2 separate regions of the Gossypium hirsutum genome follow, and region 2 is linked to region 1. A link is a contact called in public Hi-C data. All regions are on one chromosome and are shown on one strand. The core of a region is the stretch at or near the end of the contact, and the rest is flanking DNA. Distances in the headings are between cores, read along the strand shown. Region 1 has its middle 19 kb from the start of LOC107907641. Region 2 holds the start of LOC107908460.

Evidence for each region. Hi-C and Micro-C count contacts between places; a contact is called where the count stands out from the background.
Region 2: a Hi-C map of leaf shows a contact between it and region 1, with 3 times the contacts expected there. The contact joins the promoter of LOC107908460 here to the enhancer-like site in region 1. A contact is called at or near these places in 2 of 34 Hi-C or Micro-C datasets (both in leaf).

What each region holds. Positions count from the first base shown.
Region 1 is chrD02:43,885,020-43,887,774 of Gossypium_hirsutum_v2.1, forward strand. No RefSeq gene overlaps it. Among protein-coding and RNA genes, the nearest start is that of LOC107907641, 19 kb to the left of the region's middle. Within about 2 kb of position 1,337, at least 9 of the 9 cell types and tissues checked have an H3K27ac peak or open chromatin away from gene starts, as enhancers often do. A contact at or near this core is called in leaf, where this site is marked.
Region 2 is chrD02:43,968,458-43,971,212 of Gossypium_hirsutum_v2.1, forward strand. It overlaps LOC107908460, which reads left to right and starts at 1,352. Exons shown (of 1, transcript XM_016835633.2): 1 at 1,352-1,882. The coding sequence starts at 1,352. The coding sequence ends at 1,882.

The DNA.
Region 1 (2,755 bases), core at 87-2,586:
ATCTAATGCAATACGCAACATCTCTGCTTTCTTAGTAACCTAACTGCCTTCACCATTCTCCAAACCCCTAATTTTATTCCTCTGCTTTCGACTTACTACAGCCTTATGGAAAAAACTAATATTGCGATCACCATTTTTTAACCAGTTGACATGGGCCCTTTGTTCCCAAAACAATTCCTCCTTGTTTGCTTCCAAACTGACACCTAATTGGATCTCAGCAATTTTTGCTAAAACATCATCCCCTGGGTCCTGATCATAAAGTTCCAATAGTCATTATTCCAAATTCCTTATCCCACCACTCTATCCATGTTAACGTGATGGCTCCACCTCTGTAAATGTCCTCCTAGTTTTTTCTAACTTAATAAGCACCTGTTCTGATGAAAGTGCCCACCCTCACCGGATTTCATCTTTACAAGATTCCTCTAAACACCAGTTAGTGTCAAAACGAAACTTATAACTACCCATCCTTAACCTTCGCCGAGCACCTCCCCTCGTGTCAAATAAAATAGGACAATGATCAGATTTGGAGTGATACAAATACGCAACTGTATAATCGAGAAATAGATTCCACTATGCTGAATTTGCGACACCCCTATCAAGTCTCTCCATGATATTATTAGATGCAAACCTACCTCTTTCCCATGTGAACCATCTACCAATAAATCCCAAGTCACTTAAATTGCAATCTTCCAACACCGAACGAAAATCATGCATCTGCCTTTTTGATAGGAAACATCCACCTCTCATCTTAAATGAAAAAGTTATCTCATTGAAATCCCTTACAACCAACCAATGAATCGTCTGATCGTGACTGAATTGTCTGAGTAAGTCCCATGACAAGCTCCTATATCTTTCTTCTGGATTCCCATAAAAGCTCATGAACCTCCACAAAGATCCCTCATCATCATCTTGAATAGTGACATCAATATGGTGTTGTGAGAAACTCTTTAAAGTAACTAAATAGTTGTCTTTCCATCCTAATAATAGACCTCCCTTGGACCCTATAGCCCCCACATCGATGCCATTGCCAAAACCACACTTCCTTCGAACACTTTCCATTCGTTTAGCACTAATTTTTGTTTCTCTGAGAAACAAAAGTCGAGGGGAAACATCTCTCAGTTTTATCCCGGAGACGATTAACAGCCCGTGGCTTCCCCAACCCACAGACGTTTTAACTTAGGGTTTTCATTGAATTCGATTGCTCTGCATGAAAGAGCTAGTTGATTTCTCATTATGGTCCATTCCTACTTCATTCAAAATAATAGACGGTTCCCCCACTAAGTGTTGCCTTTTCATCCCTTCCATTGTCATAAGGGGATCCTCATCCCTGTCCATAGTCAGGTCCATAGGCCCAACAACATTCATGCATTTGTTTTCCAACCCATGATCCATAAACTATTTATTATTTGGATCCTATTTGACGACATAATTCTAGGCCCTAATGGAATGAGATTGGGATTAGGATATATTTTGTCCATGTTATCCCACCGATGACTCTGCAGGCCCCCTCCATCTCAAATATTACGTCTATTTTCCCCCACATTCCATATCCGAATTTTTGCAAATCAATCCACTAGATTCATGCAGCCACCGGCTAACCACTGCGTTTCTCCTCTTCGCCGCCGTATTCAATGAGATGTCCTAGCCAAACACAATTTTTGACGGCCAAGTTTTCCACACATAAAACACAACAATAGTAGTAGTACTAACATCGGATTCTCCCCTGGTTGGATCTTATGCATCAGTAGTAACTGATTATTAAAAATCCATGGGGTACCCTTTAACACCCTGTTCATGCCCACTTCATAAAAAAATTGGAATAAATACTTTTCTCACCAAGATCTGAAATGAATGTCCTTCTAATTGGGTGTCATAAATAAACCATAGTATTCTGTAACGAAGGGAAATAGGCAACACTATAAATCAGACATCGTCCCACCACACATAGTTTGTAATCATCTTCCACCACCAGTGTCTCTTCTCGAAAAGCCACTTCCTCCTCATCTATGATATTCAAATTGGCTAATTCTTCCTCTGTTTCTTTGAGACCAGTACACCTAGGAAAGTATACCCTAACACTCGTGTCAACAGACATATAGAATAGCATGCCAAAACTCTATCACGTGCATATGTATGAAAATCACATATTTATAACACATATTTGTGTTTAAAAATAATACAATAAATAATGAAATGTATGATTTGAAACTAATTAATAGTAACACATGAAATATACACAATATTAAAATAAAAAATTAGATTGAATTGCAAGTAAAACTAAATTTAAACACGTGTATACATATTAACTTAAGATTATTAAATGAATACAATTATTTATCATAGTGTTGTCATCAATCTTAAGTTGGTGTCGAGTTAATTTATAACACCATCTCAATCAACAACATTATTAATATATTAATGTATACTTGAGGGCTTTATAAATAATATATATTTATATATATGAAAATTATTTAATACAGTTTTTTAGACTCAAAAAACAGTTTAAAAGTTAACAAATATATTGTAAAATATAATAAAATCTTAAAAAACCACTAACAATATATCATATAATTAACCATATATAATATCCAAACAACCTAGAAACGAATACACGTGATTTGTTCTTTTATCCACTTGATGATGGAGTCCTACAAACCTTATCAACAAGTATCAGTCTCCATCAACTTTTTATCTGCCATTCTTATCAGATTTTTATTGAGATCACACAATCTATTGAAATTATAGGAAGAAACTA
Region 2 (2,755 bases), core at 102-2,601, 83 kb after region 1:
AAAATATGTACTAATTTTAAATTTATTATTTATTATTTATTTGTATCAAAAAATAATTTTAAAATATATTTTAACTTTAACTTATTTATTATTTATTAATTTCATTATGAATTGTTATATGCATAGAATGGGATAACCTTATTATTTAATTTATGGATGATTTTTTCTTGTTTATTTTAAGTTTGTTTAGTGAGGAGTTATATTTGCGAAGCTTATAATATTTTACATAATTGATGAGTATTTTTTTTTATTTTTTTTAGCATATTAAATTTACATCAATGAAGTTTGAACCCATGCCACCAACATTTTTAATTACTTTTTATCACTTTAATCAAAATTTTATTCTTTATGTGTATTTTATGTTTGAGATTTATTTAATCTCTTTTAATTACTTTTATATACATACATAAAATATTTTACAAAAATAATGATATATTCAAAACGGTACTTAATCCCTAAACACTTAAATACTTAATCCCTAAACTTAAATATTGTTGTACAAAAATAACGATATATTTAAAATGATACACTAAAATAAATCAATATTCATATATTTTATTATCAATAGAAAATAATATATCCACTAATAAAATATCTACTACCTTATACAAAAATCATAAAAATATATAACATTATAAAAAAGGTTTTCCAGGGGTGATATATAAAAATGAAAGTAAAATAATAAATAAGGAGAAAACAAACGGGATCATTTAGAAAGAAAAAGAAAAAAAAAAGCTTTTAAAAGAGATCCGCTCTACTTGTGCAAACCATGCTCTCTCGTTGTACAGAGTAAAACAGAGCGTACAGACACCGATATCTTATTTTCTAATTAGCTTTTGTTTTATCTTTGAGCTTTGATATCTCCCTTTCAGGCTAATGTCTACCTTCTTTTTCAACCCTTTGATTATCCCTCGGGAACCACAAAATTATAATCCTACCGTTGGAGATATTTTCTGCGTGACCAGTTTTAAGGTACATTTATGAATAATTTAGAGTCTGTTTAGTATCGTTCGTAAAAAATATTTTTAAATAAATTATTTTTGAAAGAGAAAATTGTTTCTCTCAAATAAAAATTAATCTAAAGCATTTTCTTTCAAAAATTGAAAATGATTTTTTTTCAAAAGTGTTTTTTTATAAAATATTTATTTATATTGATAAAATATAATAGTGGCATTAGAACATTCATTTTGAAATAAATATTTGTTGCTTGCCCTTTTAACTCATATTGACCGGGCTCCACTTTCCTTTGCCCTCTATATAGCTCTTTCCTGCTTCCCTCCCTCCCTCAACCTTCTCTCTCTCTCTTTCTCTCTCTCTTCAAAGCAACTTTTCTTTTCCCTGTCCTGCTGCAATGGCTGAGCAGATGCCTTTAAAGCGCGCAAGAGAAGAAACCCAGAGTTCAGATGAAGAAACAAAGTGCCATAAGTCATATGATCACATACTCTCTTTGCTTGAAGCTGAAGAGGATGAGCCAAACCAAGACCTGTCTTCTCTCCTCACAACTTTGCAACAGGAACTTTCTTCTGACTCTGTTTTAGATGACCCCCTTCCTTACCCAACATCAGCCGCCTTAGATGCTGGCCAAAAAAACCCCAGGCCTAACACCACAGCAGAAGCTACCAATACCAACACCATCACCGGCAGCTTAGAAGACGAGGATATTCAGGATGATAAAGAGAAAGTCATACGCCATTTGCTTGAAGCTTCTGATGATGAGCTTGGGATTCCTAATAGGGAACATGGTTTTGATGTTGGAGTTTTTGAGTTTGAACAAGGTTGTAACAATGGTGGAAATGGGCTTGCTTTATGTGATAGGTTGTGGGAATTTGAAGATGACGCTGCTAATTATTATACTTTGTTGCAGTCTGAACTTTTCCTGTAGTTATGGCTGGTGAATGGGCCTTCTGTAAGGATGATAATAGGAAGCAGGAAGAAATGGTAGGAGTAAAAAGTAGGAAAAACAGGGAAACTGTGGGGAGTGTGGGATAAATTTTGGGTCATTTCATTTTAGAATTCACCCCTCTTGAAAATATTGACACTTGTCCCTTGTTTATTTGGCCCTTGAAAATATTTGGTTCTTCAGAAAATTCAAATATCGACAAGGAAATGATTCGTATTTTTGATTGTCCCGAATGTCCAAATTGCTCCATCCATTGTCGGTCGATATTGAGATGGGCACCCCAACTTCTACTCGAGGACTAAAGTATAAGGATTCATGACAGATATTTTTTTTAAATTGAGCTATTATTACGCATTTTGACAAATTCAATCTATTTTTAGTTCAATTTAATCTACCTTTTAATAAAAAATTTTGATTAAAATATGAATTTGTAATAATATTCACCTGCAACTCATATACCAATTTACTTGTATTTTATATATCATATTTTTTGCATGAACAGATAATTTAAAAGTTATAAAAAATATAAAAAAATTCAAAAAATAAAATAAAATAATGTGACGTACAAATGGATTGATATGTAAGTTAATATGTTAAAAAAATTAATGTTTTAATTAATATTTTTGTTAAGTAAACTACAATTCAACTTTTTTTTTAAGATTAGTGATTAAGTTTTTTTTAAGGTTGACAATTAAATTTAGCTCAAAAAACAACTAAATTGACAAAAAATTTAGTGTTAATGGTTAAATTTGTCATGGTGCAATAAATAATAAATTTAGAATATAAAGATGTGTTTAAAAATAACATATGATAAATAATAAAATTTGTGCCTTGAAACTAATTAATAATAAAATA